Linked DNA regions of Mus musculus: region 1 is linked to region 2. A link is a contact called in public promoter capture Hi-C data. All regions are on one chromosome and are shown on one strand. Each heading gives the region's core, a stretch centred on a gene start, on an enhancer-like site or on the middle of the called end of the contact. The rest is flanking DNA. Distances are from core to core; before and after follow the strand shown.

Evidence for each region. Capture Hi-C pulls out chosen DNA fragments and counts their contacts.
Region 1: a contact with region 2 is called in a promoter capture Hi-C map of pancreatic islet. The contact joins the promoter of Hemk1 here to the promoter of Ifrd2 in region 2. A contact is called at or near these places in 1 of 484 Hi-C or Micro-C datasets (embryonic stem cells), 4 of 115 datasets of contacts at active chromatin or transcription factors (embryonic stem cells, forebrain and large pre-B cells) and 1 of 9 other capture datasets (pancreatic islet).

The regions. Positions count from the first base shown.
Region 1 is chr9:107,334,994-107,341,000 of GRCm38.p6, forward strand. It overlaps Hemk1 (HemK methyltransferase family member 1), which reads right to left and starts at 3,357. Exons shown (of 11, transcript NM_133984.2): 1 at 3,288-3,357; 2 at 2,008-2,385; 3 at 1,579-1,670; 4 at 1,186-1,279. The coding sequence starts at 2,238. 6430571L13Rik (RIKEN cDNA 6430571L13 gene) reads left to right here and starts at 5,647. Exons shown (of 6, transcript NM_175486.3): 1 at 5,647-5,795.
Region 2 is chr9:107,585,133-107,590,517 of GRCm38.p6, forward strand. It overlaps Ifrd2 (interferon-related developmental regulator 2), which reads left to right and starts at 2,586. Exons shown (of 12, transcript NM_025903.2): 1 at 2,586-2,814; 2 at 4,771-4,890; 3 at 4,977-5,061; 4 at 5,166-5,290; 5 at 5,373-5,385. The coding sequence starts at 2,757. It overlaps Hyal3 (hyaluronoglucosaminidase 3), which reads left to right. Exons shown (of 4, transcript NM_178020.3): 2 at 1-533; 3 at 1,250-1,339; 4 at 1,443-2,227. The coding sequence ends at 1,694.

The sequences.
Region 1 (6,007 bases), core at 2,107-4,606, 250 kb before region 2:
TGCCAGTTCTAAATAGGATAGAGTCAGAAAGTTCAGGAGCTGCCTGTGGGTCCCCTTCCTTGACAACCCTGTGACTTCTCCCAGTCCTGCCACACGGTAAGGGGGTAAACCAGGGGATCAACAGATTTGGCTTTTTGGTTTTGTTTTTTTAATGTGTATATAGTATCTTTCCTGTATGTATGTGCATGCAGTACCTAGAAAGGCCAAAGAGGGCATTGGATCCTATGGGACTGTAGTTAGAAATGGTCGTAAACCACTGTGTGGGTTCTGAGAATTGAACCTGGGTCCTTTGGTAGAGAAGTCAGTGCTCTTAAGCACTAAGCCATCTCTTCAGACAGATCAGAGGGTTCACGATCAAGGGATGGAGATTAAAAGGATGAAACGCAGGCAGCTCAAAGGCCACACCCAGTAAAGGTGGAAGGGGACAGACTTTTCCCACGAATGTTTATGAGCCAGGATATCTTTCCAGAAATCAATCTTTTTCAGAGTCTAGTGCCCTCTGATTTTTCTCAGCATCCCCTCATGCAACCCCACTTTACCCCAGAGTCTACTTTCCAGCTTTCAGCTCTGCCATCAACAAAGTCAGGGGAAATCCAAGAAAAACAGAAAAACATCTCTCAAAGATCAGGGTGTGTCCCCAAGGGGCAGCACGCATGGGCCACACAACCACCAGTTCTAGTCATCTGAGGGACTGACACAAGCAATCACCTGACCAGACCACCAAGTCACAGACAGCAAGGCCTGACAGTCCATCATCTGAGTCCAGAGTAGACAGCAATCACCTGTAAGTCCACACTGCTCATGCCAGGCCTCCAGCAGAGCCCCTCCTATTTCCTCCATGCCCTCTAAGTTGCTGAAGGCCACTTATTTCCCATGGGTTGAGTCTGCCATGGGCCCATAGGATAGCTTCTAATGAACACAGTAAGTTGAGCACTACTTGAACCATTCTCTGTCACTTCTGGTCACTGAGGCTGGGGCAGAGGTTTGGAATTTAAAGAGAGTCAAAGGGAGGGGGCAAGAAGGATCCTCAATCATGGCTCAGTCAACCTAGCCAGCAAGACTTATGTGTGAAAGGTGCTGTGAATGGCAGCCATGGGGCCCGAGCGCCCCCTGGAGGAAGTCTGGAGCAAGACGGGTGCCTTGAACCTTTTTCTCATCTTCATCCTGTCTTAGTGAGATACTCACTTCTGTCTCTGGCCGAGGGATGAACACTGGGGGTACCATCTTCAGACTGAGCCCCTGAAAGTCCCACTCCCCAAGGATATACTGCACCGGCATCCTGCAGGAGGAGTATCCAGGGAGTCATCAGGACCAGGACCAGGATGAATAAGGCCAGAGCTCAACTGAGGACTAATGTAGCTAAGGCTATTCAGCAGGGTCCTGACTGCAGTACCCTAGGACAAACAGACTAGCCTTTCCCTTCTTTCAATTTACAACACCAGTCCCTCTCCTCCTACCTCCTTACCCCAACAGATCCCTCTCGACCTCAGACACTTTACTCCTCCCTGGCCATAATTTGGTGGAACCGGTGAAAGATGGATCTCTGTAGAGTCCTCGGATCGGTCCATGGGTGCTTACCTCTGTAATCTACGGCCACATAGCTCCTGGATGCATTCCAATTGTTGAGGGGTCAGTGGCTTGGTCCAAAGTGCTGGTTTCAGGCTCTGAAACTGTTCCCATGGAGAATGTGAGTGGCTGGCTCCCTTGGTCTAGGGACACACACCCAGGTTTGTGTGGACAATGTCTGTCAACTCAACACTAGCCACTTAATCATCCCGGAACACACAGTACCTGGAACACACTGCAGTAGTTTGTTGGATGAATGAATACATGTCTGCCTGAAACATTTGTTCAGCAAAATCCCACCCGACTCAATTAAGCAGCCCGATTGAGGCAAAAATTAAAACCAAACAAAATAAAAACAAATAAAACAACCCCCCTTTCACTATCTATTCCCCAGAGAGTTCCCTCCTCCCTCTCCCTGTCCTCCCTAACATTACACTTAACTGTTTTGGCTCCGAGGACATGAGCCACGATGTACTCACTGGATTCCCGGGCCTCTGGGATACCTCTTTCCTCAAAGACCCGTGTCCAGTGATTAACCATCCCTGTGGCACTCAACGGCCCAGTCAGGGATGAATAAGTCTTCCATGAGTTGAAGGCCCAGCCCTGGAGGACTCCCCTCCTTCCTCGGGGAACAGATAGAAGGGTCCAAAGTATTTGTCCCCAGAGCTTCATTCTTGGAGAAAGGCTTCCAAGTGCCTGAGTCTCTCTTGTGCTATCTGCACTGAGGTAGGGGCTCAGGGTGATCCCTGGGCTGGGCTGGGTGAAGAATCAGTCATGGGTTCCAGTTCTCTGTTTTGTTTCTCAGATGTTTCTGCTACCCTAAAGAAGGATGTGGAAAAAGACTCAAAATGTGCCAGGAAAGGGTGTGCTTTTTAGTCTGTCGCCTCCTGGACTATATTCATATCCCCAGCCAGCTATCTGACTCCTTCTTGTCTTGGCCAGTAACGTTTTGTTATTTTTAGCATAGGTAGGTTGAACTGGCAGGGCTCTGTCCTGTTAAGAGTCAAGGTGTAGGTTTGGGAGTAGGTTAGACCTATGTCAGACCCCAGTGTGAGTGAGTGCAGTTGAGCCGTTGTTTCTGACTTCCAGTTTGCTCCTAATGTGGGAGAAATAAATAACACTAGCTTTCTGGAGAGTGGTGCCTTGACCAACGACTATCAGGGGCCTGGAAGACCCTTGGGACTCACTAACAGATGGCAGGAGACTGCCGTGCTTGGGAGCTTGGCTTGTGACATTCCTTATTGTTTAGAAGCTGAAACGTTGCCTCTATTTTAACCCATAATGAACAATGTTACGCTTAAGTTAGCATAAACAAGTTATCTGAAAACATAAAATCTGTGGTCCCCTCTACTTCCAAACTAAGTAAGGTCCAAACTAAGATTTGCGAGAACCTGCTAACTGCCACATCCTCTCAGACAGGGCTCCAGAAGAGGAAAGCAACTTGCCCACGGTAACTCAGGTATAAAATACCCCGGGCAGAACACAAATCCGGTTCTGCTAGATTCCTGACGCAACTGGGTCCACCAGTACCCAGCTACGGAAGGAACCAAATCTCCAAGCCTCGACACAGCGTCCATCCCAGATCCGCAAACACATTATCAACGATATAAGCGCGCCCTCTCTCCACCCCTGAAAGCGAGGGAGAGGGCCATCCCTGTCTCAAAATCAACGTTGCGGCCATGCATTTCCCATCCGGATCTCCTGCTCTGGTGCATACCTACCAGAGGGCATGCACGCTCGCCCGGCCCACACACAAGTACCAGAAAATTGACCCAGGGTTAGCGCCCCCCCACCCCACCCCGGATGTGCGTAACCTGTAGTGCACTCCCTCGGCGCCTTGCTTCCGCCTCGGTGCTGTTGAGAAAGGGCTCCGGTGAACCGCGTCTCCTTGGTCTAGGGTTCCTAAAGTGGCCGGATTTTCCTTTGAAGACTGTGGGATGCTGAGGAGGCTCAACTGGCCAGCATCTGCAGCCCCCCTAAGGGGAAGTACAGGAATGTGAGAGATGCTCTGCTGGGTCCCAGACCCACTAGTCTTCCTTAAGGTCTCAACAGAGATATGGCTCCAGCCTGCGGTGATTGCTTGAAGCAAACGTTTACATATCCAGCTGGGGCGGAGTGTGGGCAAAAAACAAACCGCGAGGGTGTCACCCACGTGTGCTGGGCTTGAGAGCCAGATTTTGGGGGGCGGGAGGTGGGTGCGTTGTTCTAACTGCTTGTAAGATAGGTCTAGCAGCGTGTGACTGGGTTTCAGTGTTTGGGGGCAGTCTCTGTTTTCGGAAAGGGACCCAGTTTCTAAGGACCCTCCTGACCTCACACGCACATAGAATTTGGAGCAGATAGCAAAACAGCGAATACTGGAAAACTGGATTTACATCCTGATTCTGTTGGCAGCTCGTTGTTTAACTTTGTTTAAATGCCCAGACCTTCTAGGCTTTAGTTGTATCTTTTGTAATATTCATAGCAAGACCTGGTTGTGCAGGCACGTAATCACAGCTTCTGGAGAAGCTGACGCAGGAGGACCATACATTCAAAGCCATCCTGAGTAATTTAGTAAAAATCTGTCTCAAAATTTAAAAGGTGGGACGGGACCTTGAAGAGATGGCTCAGCGGTTAGGAACACATACTGCTCTTGCAGAGAACTGGGTTTCAATTCCAAGCACCCATGTACACATACCCATCCAAACATACATACTTATAATTTTAAGAAATAACATAAAATATTCAAAAATAAATAGTTCACGGGGTAGCTCAATTGATGTGCTCACCTAACAGTCACACAACTCTGGGTTTGATGCCCACAAATGGGGTTTGGTAATACTTATAAATCCTAGTTTTCAGCAGGTGGAGGCAGGGAAACCAGAAACTCATCTTTTAAGGCCAGACTGGGCTACATGAAATCCTGCTTCAAAAAAGTAAAAAATAAAATACTTGAGTAAAAAGGGAGAGGGGCTGGGAGTTGGGTGTACTGGTGCACACCTATAAGTCCCAGTACAAGGGGGTCTGGAGAAATGCCTCAGTGGTTAAGAGCACTGGCTGCTTTTCCAAAGGACCCAGGTTCAATTTTGAGCACCTACAAGGAGGCTAACAGCAGTCTGTAACTCCAGTACCAGAGGATCCAATGCCCTCTTCTGGCTTCCTTGAACACCAGACACATATGTAGTGTACAGATACGTGTGCAGACAAAACATCCTCACACATGAAACTAATTAATTAAAAATTAAAACCCAAGCACCCAGGAGGTGGAGGATTGCCTTGGTTCAAGACTAACCTGGGCAACATAATAAGTATCGGGCCATCCTGGGTTACACACAGTCTGTTTAGGGGATGGGGTGAGGGTAGTTTTAAATGGTTGGGGATACAGCTCTTGGGTATAGGAAATCGGTACTTCTGTCCTGAGATGAATTTTGCTGTGGATGAAAACTATTATGAGAGGAATAGGTGGGCTATCACACAGATAATTCCATCTCAACATCTCTGGACTGAAGTCTCCAGGAGTCACTTACCAAAAACCGCCCTTGTTCCAAAACACCAGAGTTCCTATATAGGCAGGAAACTGAGACAAAAGAAGAGAAGCAGTTTGCTGTTCAAGGTCATAAATTCAATAGAAGATCAAACTGAATTCATTTTAGGTTTCAAATATTCCAGGTCTGGTGGTGCTCTCACCAAATCTCTGTACCTATGATTTTTGCGGCTTACAAGTCTGCCCCAGTGCGGGTGGAGGTGTCCAGGAGTCAGAATTCTGACCCAGAAAGGACCTGGCTACCTACGGTCCTCTGCCTAACTTCCGGCAGGCCATCAGGGTCAGAGGTATTCTCAGAGAGAATCTCTTTTAGCTGTCCGGTTTCAGGTCCAAGCTCCCGCTGGGAGCAGAGCTATATCTGAGCGACAGGCGAGTGAGCCAATGCTGATCGAGCTTTAGGCGAAGCAGCCAATCAGGGTCCGGAGGCGCTGGGGGGGGCAGGAGGCAAGGCACTCCGGCTCCTGGGGATCCCCCGAGGCTGCTCATCCCAGCCCCACCCCCTCCGTGGTCCGGACCCAGCCCACCCCAGCTCAGGTTGTCAGCCAGCGCAGGCTAATACTAGCTGATCCTGCGCGCACGCAAGGCGGACCTTGAGTCGGGACCTGTCGCCCCCAACGCCCGGGCCTGGGTGTTCCCCCGCCCACGCCTCCTGCGGGTCACTACCAACCTTAGCTTCTCAGACTGAGCTCGGCGCACCGGAGAGGATTAAGTAAGTGCTGAGATCGGCTGCTTCTGAGCAAGAATGGAGAAACCACAGGGTCGTGGAGGCGGGCGTGGGGATTGAGATAGGGAGGACTAAGAGACTCGATAGCTTCTTGGAGGTCGCGGTGCACACCACTTTTACCCCGGTGTTCTTCCCTTCCCCTTTGGACCCCCGAGACAAGCCAATAAAATACTCGGCAGGGTGGCTTCTCTCCTTTT
Region 2 (5,385 bases), core at 1,336-3,835:
GCTTGGCAGTGCTGGACTGGGAAGAATGGTACCCACTCTGGGCTGGGAACTGGGGCCCCCATCGACAAGTCTACCTGGCAGCCTCCTGGGTTTGGACACAGCAGATGTTCCCTGGCTTGGATCCTCAGGAACAGCTCCACAAAGCCCATACTAGCTTTGAGCAGGCTGCCCGTGCACTCATGGAATACACTCTGCAGCTGGGCCGGACACTTCGCCCGAGTGGCCTCTGGGGCTTTTACAGATATCCAGCCTGTGGCAATGGCTGGCATAAGATGGCTTCCAACTACACAGGCCACTGCCATGCAGCCATCACCACCCGAAACACCCAACTGCGTTGGCTCTGGGCTGCCTCCAGTGCTCTCTTCCCTAGCATCTACCTCCCACCCAGACTGCCACTTGCCTACCGTCAGGCCTTTGTCCGACACCGCCTGGAGGAAGCCTTCCGTGTAGCCCTTTTGGAGCATTCACACCCTCTACCTGTTCTGGCTTATTCTCGCCTCACACACCGGAGCTCTGGGAGATTCCTGTCTCTGGTAAGGAGAAGCTCAGGTCTAAGGATCAGAGTCTAGAGAAACAGCCATGTCCTAGAAAGGTCTGAAGAGAAAACTTTCCCAAAAGGACTTGGAGGTAGTCATGATCTGGGGGTTTTTTAAAAGACCCTAGCTGGGCGTGGTGGCACACAGCTTTAATCCCAGCACCTGGGAGGCAGAGGCAGGCTGATTTCTGAGTTCAAGACCAGCCTGGTCTACAAAGTGAGTTCCAGGACAGCTAGGGATACAGAGAAACCCTGTCTCGGAAAAACCAAAAATAAATAAATAAATTAATTAATTAATTAAAAAAAAAAAAGACCCTATCCTAGTCCAGGCAGTGGTAATGCACACCTTTAATCCCAGTACTGGGGAGGCAGAAGCAGGTGGATCTCTGTGAGTTTGAGGCCATTCTGGTCTACAGAGCAAGTTCCAGGACAGCCAGGGCTACTCAGAGAAACCCTGTCTTGAAAGTCAAAACAACAAAAAGACCCTGTCCTGGACTAGGGAGGTATGGTGATGTACTGGGAGATATCAGTGGTCCCTGGTCTAAGGACTGTTATTCTCTGAATGGAAGTTCTAAGAAATTACTTAGAGGCTCTGTTAAAAGCGCTCTACTCTAGAGGCAGAATCATAGCAGTAAACCAAATGGTGTCGTGGTAAAGTTGGGCCCTGATGGATCTGGCCAGTCAAGCTTGGGCTTAACAGTTCTCTGCCTGCAGGACGACCTGATGCAGACTATTGGAGTGAGTGCCGCACTGGGAACAGCTGGAGTGGTACTCTGGGGGGACCTGAGCTTCTCTAGCTCTGAGGTGAGCGTTGCCCCTCATCGTGCACATGCTGGAGCCCCAAGATAGGGGAGAAGCCATGCCAAGTCATAGAAAAGGAGCTTTGACCTATCTTTTCTCTGTGTAGGAAAAGTGCTGGCGTCTCCATGACTACTTAGTGGGCACTTTAGGCCCCTATGTGATCAATGTGACCAAGGCTGCCATGGCTTGCAGTCACCAGCGATGTCATGGCCATGGTCGATGTGCCCGGAAAGACCCAGGACAAATGGAAGCCTTTCTACATCTGCAGCCAGATGACAGTCTTGGAGCTTGGAATTCCTTCAGATGCCATTGTTATTCGGGTTGGGCTGGCCCTACCTGCCTGGAGCCTAAACCCTGAGCCCAACATAGAGTCAGGAGTCCCTGCCTTTGCTACTTGACCCTGCTGTCATTTTCCCAGTCCTAGAGGAATTCCCCTTTATGCTTTGTTTAGCTTATGGGACTTTCCCAAGTACATATCCCACTTCCACCAATACAACTTCCATAGAAATTCCTGAGGAGCCGGGCATGGTGGCGCACGCCTTTAATCCCAGCACTCGGGAGGCAGAGGCAGGCCGATTTCTGAGTTCGAGGCCAGCCTGATCTACAAAGTGAGTTCCAGGACAGCCAGGGCTATACAGAGAAACCCTGTCTCAGAAAAAAAAAAAAAAAAAAAAAAGAAGCTTCCGGGTCAGTTCCAGGCATTTAAGGTGACTAGCCTAGGACTTTGTTCCTATACCCCAGCGTATCTATAGAGAAGTAAAATCTAGGTTCAGACAACCCCTACATGCCTCCCAACACACATCCCCCCCAAAAAAAATTAAGCTAAGGTCTGTTAAACGCTAAGCTATTATCTGTATTTTTATCCATAAAGTCACTCTTTCATTACTTGAAGTTTGTCCTCACCATTCTATCTAGGGCCAAACCTGGCGCCTCCAAGCAGGTGCTTCGTTATCAGGCCCTGCAGACGCTTCTAGTGAGAAAGGAAACTACTGAGTTAACTATGAACCGCGCGGGCGGGGGTAGGGGAAGGAGGGGCGAAGTGGGTACGCAGGGCATTGTGGGTACATAGTTTAGCTAGAGCGGCGTCGGCTTATGTGTCTCCGGAATGGACTACTACTCCCGTCGTGCACTGCGCACAACTTGGGCGGTGCTAATCTGTGTACGCTGATGCCTGGGGATAGTAGTTTCGGCCGCGTGTATGTGGATCTGAACTTGGTGGCCGGGAACTCACCTTCCCAGCGACCCATTTGACAGGGCGGGGCGCCTCACGAAGATGGTGGCGCGCGCGGCGTGTGGCTCCTGTCGTCCTCGCCAGTCTCAGCTCAGCACACGGGCCAGCGTTTCGCTGGTTTGGAGTCCCCGCCCTCCGGGTCCCTGACCCCGCGCCCCATTCCCGTGTTCCCAATTCTCGGTTCCAGGAATGCCTCGTGCTCGGAAGGGCAATGCGCTCCGCAAGGGCGGTCAGCGCCGTGGAGGAGGTGAGTCCGGGGGCTCCAGTAGACTTGTTCAGTAGTGAGCGGGGGTGTTCCGTGATTCCCCTTCGATGTCATTGAGGGACCTGAGTTGATGAATCTTCCCAGATCAGCCCAGCGTGACCTCCCAGAACTCTGCTAAGGCTCGCACGTGCCCCAGCTGGCATTGGCCACGTGTGCGCCTCACTTGAGCACATTGCCAGCTGTTTTTCGAAATCCCGCGCCGCAACGATGACTTGACCAGCATTAAGGACCTAGGTTTTCCCATCGCTACTGGGGTAGAAAACCACACCAGAAAGAGCGTGAAGCCAACCCTTTTGCCAAATACTAGTAGTGCATTTGGTAGGCTGCACAAGGAAATTAGCAGAGAGACCTTGTCTGTTCTGTAAAACGGGGAAGTGTGATTGGAAAGGTAGAGAATTGGGGCCCTGTCAATTGGACTAGAGACCGGGAGGACATCCAGAGAGACCGAAGCAGCCTGGAGACTTCTTATCAGACTCAACCAGAAGCATGACCTGTTGCATTAAACAAACAACTGCTGAAAAAGAGTGCCTGCCCAGCATATTTTTGACCTGACAGCCACTTTAATGTGGCTTGGGTCTCGGGGCATTTAATAGGGTGGTGACAGTTCCACAAGAACTAGTACTGAAAGCATATACTTACCGAGAGTGGTCTTAGAATTATGGCAGGCCCTGTGAGGGGAGCTTCTGAGACGGTAAAGAATCTGGCGCAAGGGCCCAGCAGCCAAAGGGACCACAATACAGTGCGGCAGATGAGACCGTCCGGGCAGTTTTGACAAGTAGGATAGTAAGAGAAGAGGTGAACAGAAATCAACGTGTGGGCTGAACGTTTTTTTACAAGCAAGTAATGTTAGTGGTCCCTAAGGTGTAAGGACTCCTACTGGGTCAGAACCTGTCCAGGGTGCCTACCATAGTAGCTGCCCTATTTAAGGCCAGTCTTCAGCCCTGGAGAGAGCTCACAGGCCGTCTCTCTGTTCCTGCCCTACTGACACTTTGAGAGTCCCTATGTTTACTTTTTCAGACACCCGGTCAAGAGCTTCTTCTGGTCTTCCAAGGCTCAGAGGCACCATCGTGTCTATACCTAAAGTTGGTGGCCCTGAGTGGACCAAAGGAAGCTCAGAAAACAATATATTTGAAACACAGAGTGCCCAGCACACCCACAGGGACCTGGGCCTCTGCTGCTCCCAGAGTTGGTAGCCTAGTGAGTGCCGTGGCCTGGAGCAGAGCTATTGCCAGTTACATGTCTTTACCTGCTAGACCGAGGGGCGTACTTTGTTGTCCACACCGTAGAGGCTGGGCAACTGGTCAAATTTTACCTCTGCCCTAATGAGGGGCAGGGGGCACTAATGGTATAGCCCAATGGAGAACATAAGACCTAGGCTCGGTTTAAACCCCTGAGTCTGCCTAGTTCTATAACCTGAGCCCTAACCTTTACATTATCTACTTTTGACCATAACCTAAAGTGGGCCAAAGGCCTCCCTGGGACTCATCCCAGTCCCTTCTGCCACTCTGTGGTTCCTGCTGTCCTTAAAGCAGACTGTGTCCACCAAGCAGAGATAGCACACGACTTTAATCCTAGCACTGGAGAAGCAGAGGCAGGTGGATCTCTGTGAGTTCAAAACCAGCCTGGTCCACAGAGCTAGTTCCAGGACAGCCGACGCTACACAAAGAAACCCTATCTGGGAGAGGAAAAACAAAGGCTATGCCTTCCTGGAGTTCCCACTCGCCGAGTCTGCCAGGTTGTCCCTGAGTAGGCCTAGCTCCTGTGTTCTCTAGCAGATAGGCTTTCTTCCCTTTTTTTCTGCTTCCTAATTCAAGTCCCAGGTTTCAGGCCTTGGTTTGCTCATCTCTGAGATGGGATAGCATTGATGAAGTTAACTGAGGTGCCCTGAGTCACCCTTCACAGGTAGAAGCTGGTCAGATTGGGATTTTATGTCCCCAGGTGCCAGGAGCAGTACCCAGGCTGACTCTGGCTCCAGTGAGGATGAAGCGGCCAGTGAGGCCCGGAGCACCACCAGTGACTGTCCCAGCCTTCTCAGCGCCACCACAGAGGACTGCCTGGGTGAGAGCAAATTGACATTTGACAGGGGCTCAGTGAGGGCTCCACTGGACGGGGCAGGATCCAGTGATGACCAGCTGGCTTTGCAGGTGGCGAAGCGGTGGACGAACAGAGCCAGCAGGAAAACCTGGAGGAGAAGCTGAAAGGTTATGTGGACTGCCTGACTGACAAGAGGTACCTCTGGCTGCTGGCCAGCCTCGACACTTGGGGCCCCGTTCAGCCGATGACAAATGGAACCAAGGGTGTGTCACCCACATGAACCCTTTATCGCCTCCCAGTGCCAAGACCCGTCAAGGAGCCCTGGAGAGCCTGCGCCTGGCCCTGGCCTCCCGCCTACTTCCGGACTTTCTGCTGGAGCGCAGCCTCACTCTGGCGGATGCCCTGGAAAAGTGCCTTAAGAAAGGTCGATTCCTGGGCACTTGGGGAACCCTAGCTAGGCAGGTGTTGCCGCTTGCCGCATGCGCTAACTGGAAAGCATCCTGTAGGGAAGGGTGAAGA